5 separate regions of the Mus musculus genome follow, and all the other regions are linked to region 1. A link is a contact called in public HiCAR-type and promoter capture Hi-C data. All regions are on one chromosome and are shown on one strand. The core of a region is the stretch at or near the end of the contact, and the rest is flanking DNA. Distances in the headings are between cores, read along the strand shown.

Evidence for each region. Promoter capture Hi-C pulls out the DNA fragments that hold promoters and counts their contacts. HiCAR-type assays count read pairs that join an accessible place to other places.
Region 2: a HiCAR-type map of astrocytes shows a contact between it and region 1, with 3 times the contacts expected there. The contact joins the promoter of Cyth1 here to the promoter of Eif4a3 in region 1. A contact is called at or near these places in 2 of 39 promoter capture datasets (cranial neural crest and liver) and 1 of 115 datasets of contacts at active chromatin or transcription factors (astrocytes).
Region 3: a promoter capture Hi-C map of pre-B cells shows a contact between it and region 1, with 2.5 times the contacts expected there. The contact joins the promoter of Ppp1r27 here to the promoter of Eif4a3 in region 1. A contact is called at or near these places in 3 of 39 promoter capture datasets (the 3T3-L1 cell line, the C10 cell line and pre-B cells).
Region 4: a contact with region 1 is called in a promoter capture Hi-C map of pre-B cells, with 4 times the contacts expected there. The contact joins the promoter of Mrpl12 here to the promoter of Eif4a3 in region 1. A contact is called at or near these places in 6 of 39 promoter capture datasets (the C10 cell line, erythroid cells, hippocampal neurons and 2 more) and 1 of 115 datasets of contacts at active chromatin or transcription factors (pancreatic cancer cells).
Region 5: a promoter capture Hi-C map of pre-B cells shows a contact between it and region 1, with 3 times the contacts expected there. The contact joins the promoter of Actg1 here to the promoter of Eif4a3 in region 1. A contact is called at or near these places in 4 of 39 promoter capture datasets (hippocampal neurons, liver and pre-B cells) and 2 of 115 datasets of contacts at active chromatin or transcription factors (embryonic stem cells and pancreatic cancer cells).

What each region holds. Positions count from the first base shown.
Region 1 is chr11:119,298,630-119,301,329 of GRCm38.p6, forward strand. It overlaps Eif4a3 (eukaryotic translation initiation factor 4A3), which reads right to left and starts at 1,414. Exons shown (of 12, transcript NM_138669.1): 1 at 1,199-1,414. The coding sequence starts at 1,367.
Region 2 is chr11:118,247,144-118,249,843 of GRCm38.p6, forward strand. It overlaps Cyth1 (cytohesin 1), which reads right to left and starts at 1,415. Exons shown (of 14, transcript NM_011180.4): 1 at 1,296-1,415. The coding sequence starts at 1,317.
Region 3 is chr11:120,549,682-120,552,381 of GRCm38.p6, forward strand. It overlaps Ppp1r27 (protein phosphatase 1, regulatory subunit 27), which reads right to left and starts at 1,451. Exons shown (of 3, transcript NM_026814.3): 1 at 1,183-1,451; 2 at 931-1,081; 3 at 294-648. The coding sequence starts at 1,372. The coding sequence ends at 525. Mcrip1 (MAPK regulated corepressor interacting protein 1) reads right to left here and starts at 46. Exons shown (of 5, transcript NM_001033231.4): 1 at 1-46.
Region 4 is chr11:120,483,377-120,486,113 of GRCm38.p6, forward strand. Mrpl12 (mitochondrial ribosomal protein L12) reads left to right here and starts at 1,261. Exons shown (of 5, transcript NM_027204.3): 1 at 1,261-1,392; 2 at 1,867-2,053; 3 at 2,280-2,366. The coding sequence starts at 1,316. Hgs (HGF-regulated tyrosine kinase substrate) reads left to right here. Exons shown (of 22, transcript NM_008244.3): 22 at 13-608. The coding sequence ends at 123.
Region 5 is chr11:120,347,067-120,349,766 of GRCm38.p6, forward strand. Actg1 (actin, gamma, cytoplasmic 1) reads right to left here and starts at 1,429. Exons shown (of 6, transcript NM_009609.3): 1 at 1,359-1,429; 2 at 903-1,031; 3 at 570-809; 4 at 1-283. The coding sequence starts at 1,025. Mir6935 (microRNA 6935) reads right to left here and starts at 347; the gene lies at 284-347. It overlaps 0610009L18Rik (RIKEN cDNA 0610009L18 gene), which reads left to right and starts at 1,612. Exons shown (of 2, transcript NR_038126.1): 1 at 1,612-1,796.

The DNA.
Region 1 (2,700 bases), core at 164-2,663:
CTCCCAAGTGCTGGGATTAAAGCTGTGAGACTGGCTTGTTGTAGTTTATTTTTACACTCTTTTAAGATGTAGCTAGTGACACTTGCCAGCTCAACACAGGACTTGTAATGCTATTCTTGGCTGCCAACTTGCCTACATCTGGGATTACCGAAAACCCAAGCTGGGTATCATTAAAAATGGGAGGGACCAATCTTCCTGGTCTAGTGAGTTCCAGGGCAGCTAGGGCTAGGTAGAGACCCTACCTCAAAACAACAACAACAACAACAATCCTGGCTTGGTGTGGCACACCTTTAACCCCACCATCTGGGAGGCAGAGGCAGGGAATCTCTGAGTTTGAGGCCAGCCTGGTCTACAAAGAATTCCAGGACGGCCAGGGCTCCAAAGAGAAAGTCTCAAAAAAAAAAAGGAAAAAAGAAAAGGACAGAAACAAAAAGACAAAGCTCATTTGGCCTCCCTTAAATGCTCCTAAACACACACCAGCAGCATGACCGACCATTCACTCAAAAAAAAAAAAAAAAAAAAAAAATCCAGCTCCAACTCAACGACAACATCAGCATCTCTCTTCTACAGTCCGGCCATCACCCCCGCCTCCTCTTCTAACTCCAAATCCAGACACCAAGATAAACTTTCAAACTGTAAGCCCGATCCTGTCAATTTTGCTTAGAGCCCTGCAGTGGCTTCCAGCGGTATTTAGGAATGAATCTCAAAATCTTTACCCAGGCGTTTAAAACATGACAGGGGGTTCTTTTTCTGTTCCTGGCACAGGTCTGGCCATGGCTTCGAGAAGCCAGGGTCACCCTGGTGATTATGAACGCCTCTGGGAGCTCTCTCTCGGCTCTTTTAACTGTCCCCTACCAATCTACCTACTCTACCCAGCTGCTCATTCTCTTGTTTTCCCAATTCCCACCGCCTGAAGCACTTTGGCTTCGTGTTTTTCGCCTCCCTAGAAAGCTTTAAACTCCCTAAGGCGAGAACCCACCAGACTTAGAGCCGCGACTTCCCCATCAAAGCTCGGGGCACCTCGGGGGACACACATGGCGATCCGCTCGCTACACGAGCCACTGAAGAGCCTGGCTGACTGCAGCCCCGGGGGAGCAGGCCGGAGCTCTGGGGCGGAGCCGCTCGTCGCCGCCGGGCCTAACCCCGTCCTACCGGGGCCCGGCCCCCAACCTCCCCCGCCTCGAGGCCCGCGCCCCACCGTAGGCGTAGATGCCGCGCAGCAGGTCCTCTCGCAGGCCCATGGTGTCGAACGTGGGGGTCACGTCCACCTCCTCGCTCGTCTCGAACTCCACTTTGGTCATGTCCTCCTCTTTGAGCAGCCGCTTCCGCGCCGAGCCAGACGTCGCCATCGTGGCGTTAGCCGCCATGATCCGGATTCCGCAGAAAGACAACTGCAAGCCGCGGCGGGAACCGGATGTAAGGCGCGCGCCGCCGGCCCGGTCGGGAGGAAGTGACGCGCCGCAGCGCCGCGGAAGAGCGTCAAGAGGGGCGGAAGGCACGGCGCTCCAGGTCTCGCGATATTCCGCGCTCCGCGGGATTCGGCGAGAGGCTGGGCTTGCCGTCGCTAAGCGCCTGCGGCTCTCCGTACTCTCGGCTCCTTGGATGTCCGCAGCCGGCTCGGGATAGGGATGTGGGTCTCTGGGAGGAGCAAGACGGACGCCAGGGTGTCCCCGAGGGTACGGGGCAAGGGAAGATGGCACCGCCCGATGGGCTCCGCGCTCCTTCGCAGCTGACTGCGTTGCCATGGCAACCGCAGCGCTAAGCGGCGGGAGAATCAAGCTGCTCGCCCGGGGTGGCTGGGGAAATCAGTGGGGACCGAGGGGAGAGCAGGGGCCGCCTAAGCTGCCATCACATCTGAGAATCCTTCAGAGCCGCTGACCCCAGTCACTCTGAAGAATCCTGATTTTCAACGTAGGCTCCACAAGGGCTTTGCTCCTTACTGGGGCACGTCTGTCTGTCTGTTTTGTTTGTTTCTGAGGGTGGATCGAGCCGTACCCCGAGTTCTAGCAAACATTCATTTGCACTTGGCCTCTTTCCTTTTTTCTGCTTTTGAGGAAAGATGACTAAATCGTTAAGAGCCGTTACTCCTCTTCCAGGGAACCTTGTTATGCTCCAGCGCTTAGACCGTGTGACTCACAACAGCCTGTCTTCCCCAGCTCCAAGCGATCCAGTACTTCTGGCCTCTGTGGGGGCCACACTCACACAAACACACACTAACACAAATCTTTTAAAGCTACTATAAGAAACCTCATTTTGTGTAGATATGTTTCGTTATAACCAGATTATCTTTTCATGGAGAAGTTGTGGGTTGCAGTATGTCCGCCCAAAAATAAATAAATAAATAAATAAATAAATAAAACAAGTTATCACCTCCTTCCCTAGAGAGCTCTGCTCTTGCTCTGGTATCAGGATTTGTCCAGACCAGGTAAACGATTGAAGACACAGAGCTGGCCACCCTTCTGGGACTAAACAACTGAGTTCCAAGTTCTCTTGCCTTCTCACTCCACAAGGATTTATTCCTGGTGCTCATGCAGTTTGGCAAGCCTGACTTTAAGGGTGGTTTTGCAATCTCTGCTGTAAAGTACACGTGGATTTTAATGACCTCCTAAGAAAAGAATGGAAAGTCTCCATTTCATACTGCCTGTTGAAATGAGTCTAATTATAGTTTGGGGATACTGTTTAAAATGCAGCTTAATTGCA
Region 2 (2,700 bases), core at 165-2,664, 1.1 Mb before region 1:
TCTGAAGCTCTGGGAGTTGTTAGCCATAATCCTCATGGCTTCACCGGGTCAGGGTTCTCTAAGGGCTCCCCTGCAAAGCCCTAACACTCTTCCCTCTTGGTACTTTAATATTCCTCACCAGAGTGTGAGGAGGCAAAGTTACCTGTGAGGCAACACACCGGAGTTTGGCTCCACTAAGCCGTATAAGCTTGTTAAGTTCCTGAGCCATACTTCCCTGCCAAACCAGTAAAAGGTCACCACTCGCCCTACCTGCCATTCCTTCTTCCATTCCTCCTGGAAACAATGCTAACAACCACGTAAAGCATTTCAAATAACCTTCTACAACTCCAGAGACTGCACACCCTCGGAGGGACCAGAGCCCTGGCTGTTCGCCAACAAGCAGCAAGGTTAGCCAGGAGAGTCTAAATCGCTTCTGCCCTGGTGGAGGATGTGGACTGGTGTCATTACCCGGCTACCTTCAGGCAACAGCTCAAACTTGATCCCCTTGCCCGGTGTGGTCAGGCCCTGACTGACAGACCAGGGGACCAGGAGCTAATTCACAATGCGACGGTAGCACGAACCTGACCGACGTCCCCGGCTCAGAGGCCCCGGTCAGGCCACTTGTGTTCATCTCAGAACAAAGAGCTGGATGGGGCACATAACTTCTAACACCCCTGAGAGCCGGAAACTACTAGGGAACACAGGCCGGCCGGGCGTGTTAGTCCCGCGGCCGCTCGCGGCGTCTGCCACCCCGGTGACAAGCAGCAGGCGACTCGTCTTAAAGACTACGACCCCGGTCACCTGGCCCTGACTCCCCTCGGCACCCCGGGGCTCCTCAGCATCCTCATGACCCTCAGCGCTCCGGTTAACCCCCGCCGCGGAGACCCTCTAACCCCGGCGACTCCCCTTCCGGGGCCCCTAGACTCGCAAACCTCAGCCCCAGCGACCCCCAGGCCCGAGTAACCTCGGTCCTGGAGCCCGAAAGCAATTCCCGGTTTTACACCCGTCTCCGTCGGCGCCCTCAGGTTCGGGCGACCCCTGCCGTGACCCTCCAGGCCTGGGTGACCCACAGCCCCGGCAACCCTCAGGCTCGAGTGACACTCAGTTCCCAGCGACCCTCAGGCCCGGGTGACTCTCAGTTCACGGCGACCCAAAGGTCCAGGCGACCCTCAGCCCCGGCGACCCTCAGGCCCTCGAGCGTCTGGGCAGTCACCCCCGGGCCCTCGCACTGCCGCCACCCGGCGCTCCGCGTCCCGTCCCAGGGACACCGGCGCAGGCGGAAGCTCACGAAGGGGCAGCGGACCGGCCCCACTCACCATAGCTGTCATCGTCCTCCATGGTGCTGGCGACCGGCTCCGGCCCGCGACCGCCACTGACCTCCCGCAGCCCGCGTCCTGCCAGACACCAGCTCGCCACAGGCCAGCTCCGAGCCGCGGAGCCCCGCCCCCCGCACCGCGCCCGCACTGCCCAGCACGCGCCTGCGCACGCGCCGCCCGAGGCACCGCCCCCGGCACAAGGTCCCGCCCACAGCCAAAACGCGCGTGCGTGAACGCCCTCTAGGCCCCGTCCCCTTGAGGACCTCTTTAGTTTGCGTTTACGCAAGCGCGGCACCTAGGCTCTGCCTATCTATGACTCCGCCCCCAAGTCACGCCCTCTCTCCTTAGGTACCGCCCCCTCTCCTCGGGGCAGGGCAGTTTCGGGTTTCAAGTTTCACAAGCGTGCGTAGGCCGCGGGCGTGGTTTACTAGCCAGGGCCAGCGTCCAGCCACTCGGCTGGTTAAACATACTCAAGGTCACGGGTATAACCCGAAGGGTAAGGTGGCCCTAGCTGTATCCGCCTCGGACACCAACACGTCGAGGAGGAAATTACCTAAACTCATCTGTGTTCGTTACTTATACTTCCTACCGGCGCCAAGTTGCACAGGAGGACATAACTTCCAAATTAGTAGCCTCAATTTACAGGCTCTGCTGCTTTCTTCGGGAGGACCGGTTGATCCCCCTTTGCAGTTGTGGCCAGGGGCTGCTTCTGTGGAGGTGAGAGCATTTATGCGGTAGGAGGTCTCTGCAGAATTAATCAGTGGAAGCACCAACCAATGATCTGAAAAGGCCCTTAGGGAACACCCTGTCCTGTGAACTCTAGCCAAGTGACCAGCAGGGAGTGCATTGCAGCTCAATGACAGAGCACTTGCCTAGCAATGTGAGAGACCCTAGATTGCATCCCAGAGACCAGGGGAAAGGAGAAAACTAATTCCCAGACTCAGAGGGTCTTATATGGGCTGGGGCATCTCTGGGTGGTAGGTCCCTGTCCAGGATGTCCTCCACCACAGCATGCACAAACCCTTCTTACCCCAGAAAGGCCTGGGGTAGTGGTGCTTGCCTGTGGCATACCTGTTGTTAGTCTAGCGTCCCAGGAAACTGAGGCAGGAGGACAATATAGTGAAACTCCACCTCAAAAACAAAACAAAACAAAACAAAACAAAAACCTACAAATACAGCAAAAGAGACACTGGGAAGTTTTGGGACGGGTCTTCCTGATTGAAACAAAGACTTGAAATCCCCCATGCAGCCCCAGAACCAGCCTTCTACCCCCACAGCTCCCTCTCTCTGCAAATCACTGCCTGTAGAGGGTTGTGGGAATCTCTGGGCTTCTGCAGGGCATGAAGGGGCCAGGCCAACCACATGGGGAGGAAGGAGAGTCAGGTCTTTCCTTGTGGGTCCTTCT
Region 3 (2,700 bases), core at 201-2,700, 1.3 Mb after region 1:
CCGCCGCCGCCGCCGCTTCCAGTGGGCCGGCCGGAAGTGACGCGGCGCGCAGGCGCAAACGGCGCGGGCCACGTGATCGCTGGCGAACGGAGTGCGGCGAGGTCGGAGGCGCGCGAGGTCGTCCCGGAAACACGGGTGGGTGTCGGGGGAAGGGAGGGGTTGCCGGGCATCTCTGAACAAGAACATCGGCGCACCGGCCCCGGACACGCATTTCCCCGGCCCTGCGCTGCCAGCGAGCCCCCGCGTACCTGGCGATGGTTTTGTACTGGACTGCGCTAATCAAGTCATCATCACAGCTTGGGAATTATGTTTATTGAAAAAGTAAAAAGTATCACCATTAAAAAACAAACAAACCTGGAGAAAAAGCCAGGCCAGAGAAATGGGTATAGGGGCAAGAGGGTCGTTCCCCACAAGTCCTAACCAGCCTGGCTGCCTCACTGCACATCCAGTGGGCACTCTAGTCCTTGGGGCAAGGTGCTTGCCACTTCTCCAAGGAGGCGCAAGCCCCAAAGGGCTCTCCTGGCTCAGTCCATGCTGGTTCCTTTGAAGAGTTCCACCAAGTCTTTGAAGTCCGGGTCAATAAGGTCGGAGGGCAGATCGCCATCATCATTGGCTGCATCTCTGTCTGCCCCCAAAGAGATGAGATACCTGAGGTGTGAAGGGCAGGTGGTTAAAGCCTACTCAGCCCACTCCGGGGCCAAAAGGCTAGAATATTGGGGTCACCTGTTTGTTTTTTCCAGGCAGAGTGAGGAGGAAGAAACCTGACCCCTTGGAAGCTGTGGCCAGATTTTCCGGCTTGCTCTAATGTTGCAATCGGGTAGAAACTGCCAGAATCCCTGAGTTGATGCCTACATCCTCAGAGCCATATTTTGGGGGGGTCCACCTGGAGAGATTAGGATGAAACCTCTGAACCACATTCCATAGTCTCACCTGGCTATGTCAGGGTACCCATCACTGCAAGCGATGTGCAGTGGTGTCCAGCCTGTCTCATCCCGCTGGTGAATGTCAGCCCCGTATTTGACTAGCAACTTCACACACTCTAGGTTTCCAGAGAGCACAGCTTCATGCAGAGCAGCCAGTCCTGGGCAGGGTGGGAACACAGGGTCAAAGCTGTAACCCTCAGAAGAGGATCTCCCCTGCCTCCTTATGGACAGAAGGCCAGACTCTCAGTTATCTACTCACCTGAGGGATGGATAGTGTCTAGGGAGACTTTCCGAGCCCGGATAAAGCGTCCCACCTGCTCCAGGTCGCCTTGTCGAATGTGGTCCAAGAAGAGAACATCGTTAGGGAAGCGCACGCTCCGATCGGCCAACATCCGCCGCCTCCGCTGTCGGGGGCTGTAGCGAGCATAGCGGACCGTTCGGCTGGGCATCCTGGGATTGAGGTGGGCTATCTCTGTGGGTATGAGTGAGAAAGTGTCCCTACCAGACCAGATCTGTGTAAGCTCTCCTGCTCGACAGAACCTCGATTCCAGCTTATAAAGGGCTTGCGAGGCTATATAAAGCCACGCAGTCATGCTTGCAGACGCGAGGGGCTGAAACTGAGCTGCTCCGCGCTCCCTGAGCACAGGATCATGTTTAGTGGCTCATCTTTCAGCACACCTGTCACTATGTCCGGCCAAAGGGGTCAGATCCTTCCTGGCTACTACTCCCTCTCCGCAGCTGGACCTAGAAGGTGCCTTATAGAGGACAGAAGGACTAGGAGAGAGTCCATGAAGAAAGCTGTGGATGTGAGCTCAAGGGCATCAAGAGGGTCTAAGCTTAAAGGATGATGGATCACCTGTCTACCTACTGGGAGCTGAGCTCCCTCCCCATCTGAAGAGCACCAATCCATTGTCATTTAGGAGGTCACAGCCCTGTCCATTTCCCAATGTGTCACTCTCACCTCTCCAAGAGTAGATTCCCAAAACTGCCTTTAGGGTGCATCATACTGACATCTCAACTCTACAGACAGATCAACACTACTAGTCCTATGGGACTCACCCAGCACACACACATACTGCCTCTGTTTTCTGGACAGCCTATGGACTCATGTTGAAGATATCCAGTCTGATCCTAAGAGTCAGGGGATGGTTTCCATTATGGGTGAAGAAAGGGAAGGACCCCATACAAAGCTTCCTGCAGCTTCTTTGCCAGCTGTCTTGCTTTTACAACAGGTTCAACTGTGGTGTCAGGCGATGCTTGGCTTGGGGGTATGAGACTACCAGGTAGACAGAATGCAAGAACAGAGTTGGGCCAGAGGAGCCCAGAAGCTTGGCTGTGGAGCTACAGATAGCTCCCAACTCAACAGCTTCCCCTGCATCCCTGAATGCTAATGGTGGACTCTGCAGATTGGGTTAAGCCAGAACTTAAACCCTCATGGTTGCAGTGGCTGGCAGCCTCATACCAGGAAGGGCTCCTTCTGAGGTTCTGAGGGAGCCTTTGCACCAAGCTTACCAGAGTTTACCAGCCTCAGTCCTTGGTGTTCTTTGGCTTCTAAAAGTATCACACAATCCCTCCATTCATATCTAACGCTGCTGTCTACGCCTGTGTCCAAATCCTATGCCCCCACACATACACTTTTCTTTGTAACTCAGGCAAACTCCTGAGCATCCTGCCCTCAGTTACCACCTGCGAGTTTACGAGGGTGCACTACCACAGTCAGTTACCCCATTACTTTTTTTATTTCCCCCCACCCCCAGGGAAGGTAGTTGTTTTCCAG
Region 4 (2,737 bases), core at 11-2,510, 1.2 Mb after region 1:
CTTTCTCTCCAGATGGCCCCCAGCACCGGCCCTCCCCAGCAGCAACCCCCTGTGGCCCAGCCAGCGCCTACACAGGGACCGCCAGCACAGGGCAGTGAGGCCCAGCTCATCTCCTTTGACTGACCTTGAGTCTGGCGCTCACCATGCAGAGTAACACTACAGTTCACCAGAAACCACTTATATGTCTAACTAGCCATTCCTCCCCTATTACTGCCCTGTAGTGTCCCTTCTGTGAGCAAGGGGTGGGCCTTCCCCCTTGGCCCTCTTCCCTGTCCTCGGTGGTCTGGCTCCTATCACTGGTTCCCTGCTTCAGTCCTGATGCCGTCTGACCTCCCCGGGACTGGGGCTCTGCAGGGCAAGTAGAACCTTCTCTGGAGAGTGCCCGGCTGTGTTGGGTGCCACAGGTGAATGCTGTGGGGATGCTTAGCCTGGCCCGGAGTCTGATGTGAACTAACTGTGTGGTGTCCAGGCCTGGCCCTGGTACCCAGAAGAACCATGTGGCTCCTGCACAGCAAGGGTAGAAGCTTTAGGTATCTCTGTCTCCCCTTCTCCTTGGATGTCATCTCTCAGTGCAGAGCAGTGAAAATAAAATGTATTTCAAAACTCTCATGATTGATTGTTCGGGCAGCAGGCTGGGTTGGACCAACAATTTAATAGTCTGCATCTGTTGTGGAGTGTGCTGGGTACTGGCTGAGAAACCGTGGACTTGCCAACAGTCTCCTTCCTGGTGGGGATTCTGCAGACTCATCTGGTGCAGGATACATCACCAGGCGGGTGAGGAAGGGTGCAAACGCGGGCTTTTGCAGCCCAACTGCCCTCAGGATTACCCACTGCTTAAGGTTTTAGCTCTCAATAGCTCACCCTGAAATATACGGTTCAACCTGACTTCTGTGAGGTCTCAAGTTTTGCTCTTTCCCTCCCCGCTAAGCGCCCGCCTTAGTGTGCACTCAAAGGAGGCGGTTCCGCCTAGTGAGCTCTTGGGAGGACTCCAGGCCCTTCCTTCTCCTAGGTTTAGAGTACTGGGCTCCTGAGGTTGCTAACCTCTTGGACCACTGAGTTGAATTCAAGGGGCTATGAGTTCCGTAGGTAAAGGGGTGGGGGCGCCTACTTATTCCCCTGGCGAGACAAAGGCGTGCGGAACACGACTGATGGAGAAAGCGCCAACCCAGTATTGTCTCCGCGCCTGCGCGTCGCACCGCCTAGTGCGTAATACCAGGAGCCAACCCGGGCTAGAGCGGCCCGGACAGCTCGCCTCCTCCCGGATAGAGCGTCGCTTCCGCTTAGAGCCGCGTGTGACCTTCCCGCTTGCGGAGCTATGCTGCCGGTGGCGGCTAGCCGCTGCCTGTGGGGGCCACGGCTTGGACTCCGGGGGGCAGCGCTTCGCCTTGCCAGGTAAAGCGGTGGTCTAGAGCGCCATTGCCGGGGCGGCGGGCAGGAAGTAGGTTCAGAGGGAAGGGGTGACGGGCGCATCGCCACCTTCCGCGGCCCAGCCTGCGGGGCGTGGAGAGGGCGGCTCGGCCTGGGCGACCTTGGGTGCAGGTACCTTTCGTCCCCAGCTTCCCGCCGCTGAGACCCATCGCCGTGGTCGGCAGCATAGCCCGAGCCCCGTGCTTTGGAAGGCTTGGTGCAGCACTGTGCACCCGCCAGGCTGATGTATTCCATTCAACCAGAAGCCTGCCGTTCTGGGCAGTATTGCAGACATAGTCGTGGGCTCCTGAGGCTCTATGGGAAATGTAGGAAAGCTTTTTCGGGTCCCTTAACCCCAGCTTGTGGAGCCTGGCCTCAGCGGTGGCAGACTGAGCACATGGATCTTGTACCCTTGAGTCTCCCGTTTTTTCTGATCTAACGGCTGTTTGCCTGGGGTAGGCAACAGATGCCCAGCGTCTGTGCAGCGCGGCAGTTGAGAAGCAGCAGCCACCGAAGGAGTGAAGCACTCGCCGGCGCACCTCTGGATAATGCTCCCAAAGAATACCCCCCCAAGATCCAGCAGCTGGTCCAAGACATTGCCAGCCTTACGCTCCTGGAGATCTCAGACCTCAACGAACTCCTGAAGGTATTAGGAGAGATCGGCACAGGCCAGGACTAAAGTCCCTGCCTTCTAGTTGTATTTTTACCAAACAAAGGTCAGAGGTCCCTGTCTCTTCTGGGGTGTTTTGGGAGTTTGGTAAATTATCAAATGTACTTTCCTAGGTGGTAGGGCCAAATAGGCTTGTACCTCCATTTGTACCTCCATTTAGGGTTTGATAAGCAGCCACTGAGACCTCTCCTTCATCCTACAGAAAACATTGAAGATCCAGGATGTCGGCCTTATGCCAATGGGTGGCATGGTGCCTGGTCCCGTCTCTGCTGCAGCACCGGCCTCTGAGGTGAGCCTAGGCCACAGGAAGACCCAGTTCTGTGTGCCCAGTTAACTGCCCGACTCAATAACTTAGGTATTTCCCTGTTCCTCCTTGAGTCTGTAGCTGTAATCCCTGTGTTCTGCTGTGGGCTCCCTGCAATAGCTTTGGGAAATTTTCTGCCGAAGGCATTCGAGATCTTTACTAGTGCGTGCATGTGTGTGGGTGTGCATGAGCAGGGGGTGGTCAAAGGTCAGCTTTTGGGGGTTCTCCCCTTCCGCATGGGTTCTGGGGATCAGGACCTCGATTCTGTAAGCTAGCTTTCCTTCTGCCCTCTGAGCTACACTGGTGGGAAAAATGATCTGAAGAGAGGAAACGGTACGCCAAACAGTGCAGCAGTC
Region 5 (2,700 bases), core at 179-2,678, 1.0 Mb after region 1:
GCTTCTCCTTTATGTCACGAACAATTTCCCTCTCAGCAGTGGTGGTAAAGCTGTAGCCCCGTTCAGTCAGGATCTTCATGAGGTAGTCTGTCAGGTCCCGGCCAGCCAGGTCCAGACGCAAGATGGCGTGGGGAAGGGCGTAGCCCTCATAGATGGGCACTGTGTGTGTGACCCCGTCACCAGAGTCCATGACAATGCCAGTGGTGCGCCCAGATGCATACAAGGACAGCACCGCCTGAATGGCCACGTACATGGCTGGGGTATTGAAGGTTTCAAACATTATCTGTGGAAAGACAAAGAACACCTGAGTGAGTGAGTAGCAGGGGCCCTGAGCCTCCCACACCCACACTCTGCATGCTGCATGCCACAAATGTGATGTGTGAAGAAAAAAAGAACAGAACGCAAGCAGAAACGCAAACAGAAACCTGGAGGCTTCAGGGAGGAAATGCCAGGAGAAGAGGAACAGAACCCTAGAAACACCAAAGAAACGCTTGAATGTCAGGAAATGAGGCACAACACAAAATGACTCGTCACGCCCAAGGGGAGGCAAGGTCCCGGCTCAAGCATACCTGCGTCATCTTCTCTCTGTTAGCTTTGGGGTTCAGGGGGGCCTCGGTCAGAAGCACCGGGTGCTCCTCAGGAGCCACACGCAGCTCATTGTAGAAGGTGTGGTGCCAGATCTTCTCCATGTCGTCCCAGTTAGTGACAATGCCGTGTTCGATAGGGTACTTCAGGGTCAGGATACCCCTCTTGCTCTGGGCCTCGTCACCCACGTATGAGTCTTTCTGGCCCATGCCCACCATGACGCCCTGCGAGAGAAAAGGCCGCGGTCAGACTCGCCCCACCCACCGCGCGACCCGGGCCCAGAGAGAACACAAGGGAGGCCACTCCTCTCAACTAACCTGGTGTCGGGGGCGCCCTACGATGGAAGGGAACACGGCCCTGGGGGCGTCGTCGCCAGCAAAGCCGGCTTTGCACATGCCGGAGCCATTGTCAATGACGAGTGCGGCGATTTCTTCTTCCATTGCGATCTGCGCAGGAAGAAGCCCCGGAATTAGCGCAGCCCTCACCGAACTCAGAAAATGTCCTCGGCCAGGGCCGAGCCACCCCGGAGGAGTGCAGTCCCCACCCCGGGCGGCGTAACCGTCGGCTACCGGCAGCGCCCCGTTCCGCCGCGGCGAGGAGGGGCTGCGCATTGCGTCGGGCCCCGCCCTGCCCCCAGCCGCGGCTGCAGACCCAGGCCCACCCGTCAGGCGCCCTGCGCTCCGCTCCGCTCCGCAGCGGTGCGGCAGGCAGGGTGAGCGGGAAGAAAGGGCCACAGGAAGTCACTGGGCCAAGCCCGGGGAGCGGCAGCTTACCGGCGAAGGACGCGGCGGCGACGGAGGAGCGGCAAGAAGCGCAGTGTAAGCCGGCGGCGGAGTGTGAGACCGACCGCGGCCTCCCCCGCCGCTATTTAAGCGGGAGCGGGCCGCGCGCGCGGGCGGGGGCGCGCGCGGCCCCAGAACATGTCCATATATGGCGATCTTTCCAAAAGCCGGGCGCCTATTGGCCCGCCCGCCAGGGACACGTGGGGCCCGGGCCCGCCCGCCCCTGGCCCGCGCCGCCGCCAACGGCCCCGCCCGCGCCGCCCCCGCGCGCTCGCGACCCCGGGAGGCCCGGTTCTTGCTCGCGGGGGTCTCGGCGAGTGGCGTGCGTGCGATCGGCCCTGCCCTGCCCCGGGACTGCCGCGTAGCAGGGAGGGCCCGGGCTGCGCCCCGAAACTGCCAAGCCCGGGGCGGGCCGCGCCCCGATCTGGGGTGAGTCCCGTGGCCCCCGCCCCTATGTGAATCCTGTGCCCCGCACACCCCCCAGGACCTTTCTCTACAGGGTCCGTGTGTGCCTGGCTGGGGACGGGCTGGAGGGATTCCCGGGGGTCCGGGGAGCGGCCATCACATCCCAGTCACGTGGGAGAGGGTCACCAGTTCTTCCACTTCAGCCATGTCCCTTTATTGGAGGAGGGGTCGTCACGGGGTTGGGTGTCCCTGGGCATCAAAGAAGGTGGTGGTGGTGGTGTGAGTGGGCATTGTGTTATGCTGGCTTTGCGGGACACATTGTAGGGAAACTGAGGCAGGGGAAGTCTCCCGACTTTCAGGATGGTCCAGCCCCGCCCCCCGCGTGGGTCAGCTGGCGAGACTCCTCTCCACTGATTATGAAGTCCGGGTCAAACTGGTTTTGGGCACAGAATGCTTAGGCCTTAGTCCCCTCCGGACAGGCGTGGGGGGCGGGCCGGCCTCGCTGCCCTTCTCCCGGCTGTTTGGAAACTTGTCACCCTTAGCAGGGTCGTGGCGCTGCCGTCCTAGATGGTGCCTGAAGAGAAAGCTGGCACGGGAGTTAACCGGGTTTTATTTGTAAGCTTCTGGAATGGTTCATTGTGGAATGAAGCGGAGGGTAGCAGTGAGGTGAGGGACTCCAAGGTCACAGGGCACAGAGCTTGATTCGAGCAGGTACGGGGTGCCACTCCCACCCTATGCACAGGCGCTCTCAGGCAGCCCTGCAAGGTCAGCTCCCCATCTGAGACATGAACACAAGACCCAGGGGGACCAAGCAGCCTGCCCTGCTTACCTGCTGGCCATAAACCCGTGCCAACACTCAGTCACCTTTTGTGCAACATCAGGCCTAGAAAGAAGGGCGCTGGCCCTGTGGTTGTACAGAGGTGCCTGT